Linked DNA regions of Mus musculus: region 2 is linked to region 1. The links are chromatin contacts, called in public promoter capture Hi-C maps. All regions are on one chromosome and are shown on one strand. The core of a region is the stretch at or near the end of the contact, and the rest is flanking DNA. Distances in the headings are between cores, read along the strand shown.

What was found. Capture Hi-C pulls out chosen DNA fragments and counts their contacts.
Region 2: a contact with region 1 is called in a promoter capture Hi-C map of liver. The contact joins the promoter of Zfp952 here to the promoter of Zfp871 in region 1. A contact is called at or near these places in 11 of 39 promoter capture datasets (the 3T3-L1 cell line, the C10 cell line, the HPC-7 cell line and 5 more), 7 of 484 Hi-C or Micro-C datasets (all in embryonic stem cells), 7 of 115 datasets of contacts at active chromatin or transcription factors (bone marrow-derived macrophages, effector CD8 T cells, embryonic stem cells and 1 more) and 4 of 9 other capture datasets (adipose tissue, embryonic stem cells, liver and 1 more).

Annotation. Positions count from the first base shown.
Region 1 is chr17:32,784,411-32,790,001 of GRCm38.p6, forward strand. It overlaps Zfp871 (zinc finger protein 871), which reads right to left and starts at 3,877. Exons shown (of 4, transcript NM_172458.3): 1 at 3,728-3,877. The coding sequence starts at 3,730. It overlaps Gm17115 (predicted gene 17115), which reads left to right and starts at 3,984. Exons shown (of 2, transcript NR_168031.1): 1 at 3,984-4,663; 2 at 4,977-5,591.
Region 2 is chr17:32,989,944-32,995,447 of GRCm38.p6, forward strand. It overlaps Zfp952 (zinc finger protein 952), which reads left to right and starts at 3,196. Exons shown (of 4, transcript NM_001045559.1): 1 at 3,196-3,315. The coding sequence starts at 3,295.

The DNA of each region.
Region 1 (5,591 bases), core at 2,627-5,126:
GGTTGCTGATGCTTCAGTGGATGACCCAACACCCACAAACATACTGGAAACACTAATTAGACTTGGTGGGTTCACGAAAGAGTACATGAAGTTGGGAGGCAGATATAGTGCAGTAGGGCTGGGAGGAGACTGGGAGGGTGGGATTACAGGATCAATTTAATCCAAATACACTGAATGTATGGTGAGACATTTTCAAAGAAAAAACAAATATACAATTTTAAAAGGCCTTAAAGGGCTGGAGAGATGGCTCAGTGGTTAAGAGCACTGACTGTTCTTCCGAAGGTCGTGAGTTCAAATCCCAGCAAACACATGGTGGCTCACAACCATCCTCAATGAGATCTGACGCCCTCTTCTGGAGTGTCTGAAGACAGCTACAGTGTACTTACATATAATAATCAATAAATCTTTTTAAAAAAAAGGTCTTAAAGTTTGTGTGTTGTTTATGTTTAAAGTCATATTTATAAAAGTACAGATGTGGGGGAAATTATTTAATGATAGAAAAGATACAAAAAGAAAAAAGAAAAGATACACAGGAGCTTAAGAGTTGTCAAGAGTTCTTCACGCTCTTCCCAAAGACCCGAGTCAGGCAGCTCACAACCACCTGTTACTTCAGCTCCAGAAAAATCTGACACCCCTTCTGGCCTTCTTGGGCATTCAGACATGTTTAGTAGACAGACAGACACACACACACAAATACAAATAAAACAGTAATTAACAGTTTAGCTTATGACTGACAAATGATAACTAGAAATAAGTGCTATAACATTTTCTATTTAAAGCTGTATATGGCTAGATGAGGATAGTGTCTACACATGCTTGCATTTTCATATTGTTGTATGACAACAAATTGGCTGAGGAGATGAATAAGTGCTCACATAAATTAAGCCAGTTGAATTAGTCCAAATATTTCCTAGTTCATAAGTAACTCAAAAATGTAAAACCCAATATCCTGATTCTGGCAATCGTGACAGATTGACCAGCAATCACAAACTGCCGATTAGAGACACGGTAATGAGAGCAAAGGAACAGCAGTTCTATAAATCAACCTAGCTTTTTCAGAGAACAAATGGAAGGGTCTGATCATACCAGATCTGACTTTGGGGATCTGGCACATACTTCAATTTTAAAAAACAACAAAACAAAACACCCCAGTAATAATAGAAACGAGAAAGGATTAAGACAAAACACAAGATGCACACAGAAAGAGTCTTGGTCTGTTTCCCAGGTGATCATTATCTCGGCCCTTATTCTGTAAGATGTCTGAAATGTTCTGAGACTGAGATTCTGTGAAGCAGGCAGGCAGGCAGCAGTGGCCTTAGTTCTAAAGAACGGAATGAATGTGGATCTGCCTGGAAGAGGTGCTCTTACAGCTTCCTGGGGATGGAATTAGTTTCAGAGCAGGAGCCAGACTAGGAGCAGGCTCTCAGGTTACCTGGCAGGAGGCAGGGGAGTGAAGAGGGTGGGGAGAAGGGGGTGTGGCCACTAGTACCCACTAATGTAAACTGACTTCTCTGGGTGGAAAATCCTGGCACCTGGAAGTCTATTAGCTAGCAATTCTGACAATCTCTTAGTAAGGTGGTTGTCAGTATCTGTGAGGGGGAAGGCGCTAGACATGTTACTTCCTAAGCGTTTGCTGGATTCTAACATTCTATTCTCTCTGCAGCCACTCACAGTAACAAGATGAGTGGGGTACCACCCCACTGAGTCCATATAAAATAAAATGTGTGTGTATATATATATATATATATATATATAATGTATATATGTGTGTATGTGTGTAATGTATATATATAATGTATATTCCAGGTGGATGCCAGGAGCTGGTGATGGCCTAGACAAAGCAGCCAGCTTATATAAGGAAAAAACTGAGAGTGTATGCCACCTTAATAAACCACTCCAGGCTCTAGGGCCTTCTGGTAACTACTGTGTATACTTGCGTACTCCTGTCTTCCCTAAGAGTTAGGAAGGCCCTGTTCAGGGTAACCATTGGGCACTTTATAACCTAACATTTAGGGTTTTCTAACCCAAGATTGCGCTCACATCCAGTAAGGCCTACCTCTATCAGGGCTCTGCCTTTTAAAATAATGTGTAGGGAACGGAAAAATGACTCAGCAGGTGAAGACATTTGGCTGCAGAAGTATAATGTCCTGAGTTCAATCCTGGGAACCCATGTAAAGGAGAGATTAGTCACTGCATTCTTCTTTCTCTGACCTCTAAACATGCAAGCTGGAGCATGCAGGAAACACACACACACACACACACACACACACACACCACACATATACACAACAACTAAAAAATAAAATATAAAAACAAAAGTCAATGTGTAGAAAGATCTGAAGGCAGCAGCCGTTATGACAGAGCCAGACTCCAGCCGCACGCATGTGTATGGCTACGCCTATCCAGTGAGTTTAGGAAGAGCAGAAGAAGGTAGAAATGCTAAGATTCACTGACTTACAGGCACAGGTCATGGAATTTAAAGACAGCTTCCCCTTGAATCTGTGAGTGACAAGAGTGAGGAAGCCAGGGCAGACCACTCAGTGATACCGTAGGGAATATCTGCTTTCCAACAACGTCAAGCCTAGAATGACTCCATTTTATTAAATAACAACCTGGACTAGTTACTCAAAGCCCCTCCCCCGAAAAAGGAAGGGCAGTACAACTTGTTTACGCAAGCAAAAAAAAAAAAAAAAAAAAAAGGCCCACTATCTCCTAGAAAACTAGGAGGGACAAACTGACAATATCAACAACTAAAAATATACCAAATTGTATTAGAAACACCACACAAAGTATACAACATATAATCCCCTCACCTGGCACTACGAAGGAGCATCCCCAAGCCCAAAGGATGGCAGGCAACTGTCACACTTACCCACAGGGAAGAACTGAGTCAGTCCTTTGGACTCCATCTCCAGTGCGGTTTCTCCTGCCCAGGACATTCAGCCAACTTCAAATTGACTTACTTCAACGTTCGGTGCGCGTATACTTGACATCTCTGTGTCTACACTGCTAGGACATCATCATTGGTCCCCTTTCAGATTCTTCTTTGCACCCGCCTCAGCTCAATGCCTCCTACTTCAGGACAGACTCTAAACTCAACCACTTTGGCTCTTAGTCATTCTGTGATCTGCACATTTTGTATGTTTTTGTGTGAAATGTTCATGTGTGATCTTCCAGTTAACGTTAGCAATTAGATTGTTATATAAAAACGCGTTGATTGCCAATGGCTGGTTAGCAAAATCGGGACTACTGGATTAATTATTAACGAAATACACATGACTTGTGAATTATTAATTATTCGATAAATTCTGGCATTGGAAACACACAAACTTGTCCCCCCTGTTTATGACAACACGCCCAGGACACAAGGTCACCACACCCTGCGGCTTCCCTGCCCCCCAACACACACACACACACACACACACACACACGAATTCCAGGGTCCCGTGTCTCACCGCGACGCTGCCGCCACCGCCCAGGCTGCGGAGCCGCGTCGCTGCGGGTGCCCGGATGCCTAGGGAGGCCATGGCCGCAGCACTGAGCTCTTAGCAAAGGACAGGACCGCAGCTCTGCCTGATGGCCCAGCTCCACCCAGAGGGACCCGGGCAGCGCGGCCCAGCAGAGCAGATGAGATGCAGACTCAGCTGCCCTGGAAGGCCGCGTCCCCACTGCCGCCTCCGCTTCTAGCGGCGCCCTCCCCGCAGCCGGGACGCCTGGCCGCACGTACCATTTCCAATCACCGGGTGTCCTGCTGTTCTCCGGCAGCTCTTGCAGTAAGTGGATGGAACACAGACACTGGGGAAAACAACCTGCGGGTCTCTCTCCACAGAAGACACAAACGCCTAAAATGGCTGGACGGGAAGTGGCATCCTCCGCTTCTGTGCCCGCCCTCTCTCAACATCTGAAAATCTCATTGGACAGTTTATGCAGCCAAGCAACTTTTCTTACTGGCCAGTGAGTCACGTGCACGCCTCCCAATGCTTAAATGACAGAAAAAGCATCCTCTCGAGTGTACTGTGGCGCCAAACCTCTAATCCGAACGTAAGGCTTGATACTTGGGGTCTAAACTGGAGGTGGGATTCCCAAACTCTACTTCTGGCGTTACGTGTGAAGGGGATGAATACTTTATATTTTACATGGATTTAAACATACGTAGAAGTCTATTCTTTAACAAAGCAAAGATGTCGGCTAAATTCTATTTGCGTGAGTGAGAAATGGCATTGAAAAGAATGATGTGAATTATGCCTATTTGGCTGCGCTTCTAATATTCTCTCTCATTTTGTGATCGATGGTTGTCACCAAGGTCTCTGTGGCTGGGGATTTACCCATTCTGCTTACTCTTTTCAAATTCTCTCTTGAACCCACCTCGCCACTATTGCCCTCACAAAGTCACTTCTAGAGCAAAACATTTTGGGAATGGAAGGACACAGAACCATTCTTAAGATTCGAAGCATTCCAAAGATTCTTCAGTAAGTGGAAGTTTGCGCAGGTCGCAGCGGAGCTCCAGGACTCTGAACACATAAACCTGGAATACTCCACAGATGACTTCCAGGGCAGACATTCCTGCAATCAGGAGAACCAGCCTGACTGCGGAGGTAGAACTAAGTTCACAGAGGAATGGTAGAAATCAGAAAGGAAGCCTTGAAGAGAGAAGATTGGAATTGTAAGCCTGCTCTGGGTGCTGAAAGCGTTATAAGAGGCCGGGGGTGGGGGGGTGGGGGTGGGAAGCAGTAGACAGATAATAGATTCCTGCTGTGAAGAAGGTGAAGAAGGTGCAAGCTTGGAACAATGTCAGGGAACCTGCAGACAGGTATTTTAAGTGATATTTTAGAAGACAGGAGCGAAAATAGGAAAGCTAAAAAGACTTGAGGCGCAGCCAGCAAGATGACTAGATGGCATTTACAGATTTTGTTTAAGAATTTATTATTTTTTTAAAAATATGTTTGTGTGTCTGTGTGCATGTCACGCAAGAACAGATGCCCATGGAGGCCAGAAGAGGGCACTGAATCCGCGGAGATGGACTTATAAACTGCAGAACGTGGGTCCTGGTACAGAATTTGGGTACTTTACAAAAACAATATGCACTCTAAACCACGAAGCCAGCGTTCCAGCCCCCAACTCTTCAGACTCCCACCCAGTTCTCTCTTCTTCACATTTATAAAAAATATTTAATATTTACTGACAAATTAGCAGACTGTGTCCTTCTCTGCTTTCCATTTTTACCTCTTTTCTCTCTAGTTCCTTTCCCTATCGTTTCTGTATTATTTTCCCTTTCAGAGATTTCCCCAAGGAACACAGGCTGGCCTGGTTTTCAGGGTCTCTGGTCTCAGCCTGCTGCTAATGGCTGGGACGGCTTTAGGTTATCTGCTTGCAATTCTGTACTTTTAAACAAGCTTCCCTCCTCTGCACCCTCATGTCACTACTGTCCCCTTGTAGTTACTTTTTCCTTGCCTACTGTTTGTCATCAACACGGGAAGAACTGAGTCAGTCCTTGGACTCCATCTCCAGTGTGGTTTCTCCTGCCCAGGACATTCAGCCAACTTCAAATTGACTTACTTCAACGTTCGGTGCGCGTATACTTGACATCTCTG
Region 2 (5,504 bases), core at 1,946-4,445, 200 kb after region 1:
TAATATTGAATTGTGTAAACATATTACATTTTCATTATTAATTCATGAGTTATTTGACATCTGGGCTATTTCCAGTTTATGGCTATTATCAATACAACAGCAATGAGCAGGGATGAGCAATTATCTCTGTAGAAAATATAGAATCCTATGCATATATGTTCAAGAATGGCATAACTGGATATTGGGATAGATTGAGTCTCAGCTTCCTGAAAAAACTCAATGCTGATTTACATGGTGACTGCACAAGTTTGCATGCCTACCAGCAATGAATATATATTCCATTTCCCCACATCTTTGCTACCATGTGCTGACATTTGTTTTATTGATTGCCATTTTGCCATTTTGTAATATGTTTACACAATTCAATATTATTCAGTTGCCATTTTGACTGTGGCAAGATGAAGTCCTAAAGTGGTTTTAATTTGTATTTCTCTGAAGGCTAAGAATATTTCTTTTAGTTGTTTTGAGCCATTTGATTTTCATTTTATGAGACCACCCTGTGCAGTTCTGTATATTATTTTTAATTAAGTTATTTGTTTTCTTGATGTTCAGGGTTGGTTTTTTATTGTTGTTACTGTTTGTTTTTTAGTTCTTTATATAGTCTATACACATACCTTCTGATGGATGTATTTTTCCATTTTGTAGGCTGCTGCAATTTACCCCCCCCCCCAGGCCTTTAGGCCCCCCCCCAGGCCTTTAGGCCCCGCCCACCGACTTTAGGCCCCACCCACAGGCCTTTAGTAAGATAGTAAGTAGTAAGATAGAAGCTGTAATTAAACATCTCACAACCAAGAAAGGCTCAGGGCTGGATGGATGCAGTGAGAAATTCTACTATTCTTTCAAAGAAAAGCTAACAGTGGTACTCCCCAAATTACTCTACAAAATAGAAACTGAAGGAACATTTCCTAATATTTTTTGTGAAGCTACTGTTTCCCTGATAACAACACTGCACAAAGATCCGATTAAAAATTGCAGATCAATATCCCTTATGAATACAGATGCATTTTTTCAATAAGGTTTTGTAAGCTTAATTTAAAAATTCATCAAATAGATTGTTCACCATGATTGAGTTGGCTTCATCTCAGAGATGGTTTACAGATATGTAAACCCACAAAGGCATTCCAACACAAACAGACCGAAAGACAAAGCCCACATGATTACCTTATTAGGTGCACAAAAGGAGTTTGATACAATTCAAAACTCAATGATAAAATTTCTGGAGAGACGAGAGATTTAAGGGACATACCTCAATATGATCAAAGCAATTTACAGCAAGCACACAGTCAACATCATCCTAAACTTTTAGAAACTCAAAGCATTTCCACTAAAATCAGGCCTAACCTACGCAGTGGTAGCACATGCCTTTAATCCCAGCACTTGGGAGGCAGAGGCAGGCAGATCTCTGAGTTCGAGCCAGCCTGGTCTACAAAGTGAGTTCCATGACAGGCAAGGCTGCATATAAAAACCCTGTCTTGAAAAATCTAAACCAAAGGCAAAACCCATAACTTGAGTGTGGATGACACTTTCCCCCTTGTGACTATTAAGGCATTGGAAGGTCAGTCTCCTGGTAGAGAAAGTAGTGGAAGACATGGAGAGCTTCCAGAGTGAATGTTCGGTGTCTCTGGCTCATTATGACCTGTAAGGAGACAGTTGTCTGAGTCCAGTAGTCTTAAGGACAACTTCTCCATCTTACTGGTTGGGTCAAACTGAGTTCATGTTCCCAGGCCCAGGAACCAACTCTGATTCTGTTGTTTCACATGCTTCTTGCTTGTCTGATAACCAGTAAAGAATATATAAAAAAAAAAAAAAAAAAAGAAGTTGCCTGTTAAGGAAACTAAGGTACACACGCCATAAATCTATACACTGATTGCCTGTCATGACCTAACTGATTACATGCAGCTTGCCCACCCCTTTGCACCCTTATCATTTTGAGTTACAGGCCAAATGTCCAGGATTTCAAGGACATTGAAACTGGGTGGCCCCAGATAAGGCCCAGTCGCCAATGTGCATCACCTTCCTGACTGACTGCTCCCAGTCAGGGGCAGAGCCACAATGGAAACTCCTTTGTTCAACCCATTGTGTCAAAATATGAGTGGACGGGCTGGAGAGATGGCTCAGCGGTTAAGAGCACTGACTGCTCTTCTGAAGATCCTGAGTTCAATTCCCAGCAACCGCATGGTGGCTCACAACCATCCGTAAGGAGATCTGGCGCCCTCTTCTGGAATGTCTGAAGACAGCTACAATGTACTTACATGTAATAAATAAATCTTTAAAAAAAAATATGAGTGGACAATGCTACAGCCCACCCGGCTTCCCCCTGAACTTGTGGTTTCATCCTTTAATATGCTATACTATTTCCCTTCAGGTATGCAGTAGAGATCCCGAGCTGGCTACCTCTCTGTGTACTCAGAGAATAAAACTTTCATTTTAAGCTGCTGTCTTTGAAATCAATTTTCTTGGCTTCTCCCCGAACCTAACAGATCCACTGTGAAGCTCTTGGTCCAAAATCAGTGTTGATCTGGGAGGCTGAGACCATTTTACATTCCTGAATATAGAGGATTTCCTTGGGCAAAGAAACCTTTTTGGCTGACGTCCAAAGGCTGCTTTTCAGACCTGTTGAATCCTTTGTAGAAAACTTCGGGTGTGCAATTCCATTTTTCTCCAGACAATTTATAGTTGAATTCATTGTTGATATGTTTTAATTTTCTTGGCAGAAAACGGGTATATTGAAACACAAGGTTTGCGAAAGCTTTAGCTTAACCTCCCCAAATCTTGAGCTTGCATGTCAGGTCCTCTTTTTTTCCCTATGCCCCCAGATTGACATAGGGACTCTTCCTAAGGAAAAGTCTTGGGTTTTCTCCTTGGGGTACTGACACTAGAGGCTCCACTGTAAAGCTGTAGCATTAGTTCTTTAGGGGATAGGGTGTGTAGTTGGAAAACGCATGCACTAAGAATCCTGCTGAATGTTTCCTTAAATGCCACAAAACTTCAGGTTGCGCCAGGTTTGTTCTAGTGAAGAGCAAGCTAAAAGGGTCATGAGTGACAACTGTGATTTTAGCTGCAGCGGTACTCAGAAAGGCTGATTTCTTTTTAATTAAGCTCGTAGGAGGCAGGGGGAGTTATTCACCAATCAACGGCGCTGTTATTCCCCTGTCCAATAAGAAGCGCAGATAATCGAAGGGTTCCTCACTTGCTACCATCTTGAAGCCGGTGCAGCTGCGGGAAGAGTCGTGTCAACTCTTCTTCGGTTACTGTCACTTCTTCTAATTTCAGGCTCCTTGGAGAGGACACAGTATGCATCAAAAGCAGAGAATGGTGAGTGTGTCACGGGCTCCTGGCTTCGAGGATGGCAGATCTGTGACACTGCCAGGAGACCAGGGTCCAGTTCTGTCCCTTCACTACGAAACGGGTTTCATGCCAGTCCTTTCAGTGTGGGTCCATGCCTCGAACTTACACCTCTGCAGAATTTGCAGCGCTGGTAGATTGGTGATGCTGAACGCAAACTGCGTTTTGAACGACAGAGGGTGTGTGAGCGCTGTTGCGGGTCTTTCTGCCCTTGCACTTTCGTTTGCCCTGCTGTAGTTTTCCTCCGTGATCACGGTGTGTTTTTCTTTCGTTTTCTTTATTTTTTTCAGCTGTTGGGGGTCCCCCCAAAACAAAACACAAGCAGGCACAAGAGTCCAGCAAAGCAAGATCTTTATTTTAATTAAGCAGAAAAACCTGACCGGTCAGGGACAATAGCATAGACCCCGTCCCGGAAGGAAAATTGCACAGCATATTTCGGATGAGACCTCAGAGCAAAGGGGAGTGGAGTGAGTGGGCTGTAGCGTTGTCCAGCCGTATTTTGACATAAGGGGTTGGGCAAGGGAGTCGCCAATGTGATTTTGATGACTCCTGCGGCTTGTCACAGGAAAGGGGTAAAGGAATCATTGGTGATGAAGCCTCCCCTGGGCCACCTGGTTTCAAGGCTTTTTTCTCAGAATCTTGGTGGTCAGGCCTCATCCTGGACATTTGGTGAGTAACTCAAAATGATGAGGGGCAAAGGAGCTGGTTCCTGGGCCTGGGAACACGGACTCAGTTTGTTTCTGTCAGCAGGATAGTGAAGCTGTCCTTGAGATGCGTGGATTCAGACAACTGTCTCCTTACAGTAGGGCCAGTTGAACCCGAGGCTTTATTTATGTTAGGCAAAGGCTCCTTGTTGTGTAGAGGGCATTTTTCTCCATTGGAAATCTATTTCAACCTCGCTTTTGAGCTCTCTTTTGAATAATAATGCTGGTCAAAATAGTTAAAAGTGGAAATATGGAAAAATGGGGGGAAAGCCTGAGGGAAGGGATTCATGTAGCTGTAATTTGGTTTTCCTTGGTGGGTTTCTCCGAACAGAAAGAATTAGGAGAGTTCGTCAATTAGTCTTTAATTGGAATACAGTTCTTGGAAGAAATATTAAATCTTTGGTGTTTTTGCCTTCAACTACTTGTTCTATGTAGATAGTAATCTCTGACCATCAAGAAAGTCGGGGATGATCAGCCTGACACAAAGGCACCATTTATTTTTTTCCTTGAAATGGTTGAAACTGTTTTTGACTTTTCCTGCTGCCTGTGTATCTGCATGTAGAGTTCTCAGCTACCTCTCCAGCACTGTGTCTGCCTGCGTGCCACCATGCTGCCCACTCTAACAATGGACTAAAGCTCTGAAACTTCTTGCACGTGGCAGAGAGACACCGGCTACTTAAGAATGTTGCCGATCACTTCTCTGACTTTTGGGTAAGCCCAAGTTCAGAATGCTGCCTTGGAGGAAGTAATGAGACGGCTTATTCTGAGCTAAAAATGAGTGACATCTGCCCTGAAGCAACCCAAGTTTTTGTGGATAATGTGTCCCATCATTAAAGAGGTTCTACATACTTTTATAGCCAAACAAAGTCCTAAACTGAGATCCTTGACAAATGTCTTCCTGGGAGTTTAGATGGCAAAGCTCTGCAGAGCGAGAAGCTGTGCCTTATCCAGCTTTTATCTCAGATCATCCAGAGATCCGACGAGCAGTGCACGCACGAGATGCTTGCCTTCTATCAAGAGGGGGTGTTAGGTGACATCCAGAGTTTGAAAGCAAGTGGATATGCCTCGCTTGGCCTGCAATCCCAGACTTTAGGAGGCAGGGCTAGAAGATCAGGAGTTCAAGGTTATCTTCATCGACCCTAGGCTACTGAAGCCCCTCTCAAAAATCAAAACAACAACAACAAAAAAAATGTATTCTTAGTAAAAAACAACTTTGCTTCAAAGAAAACATTTTTTGAGTTTGAGTTTTGAGTGTAGTAACATTTTAAAAAATGATTCCTGTTAAGTGTGAATGATACTTTGTATTACCACCCGGCTAGGGTGTACTGTGAGGTCCAAGGACAATGCTCTGTGGTTATTTTTCTCCTTTCCACTTTGATGTCATTAGGCTTGCTTTGCAAATTCTCTTAAAAGTTGAGGCATCTGAGACCTCTCTCCTCTACTCCTTTTTTTTGG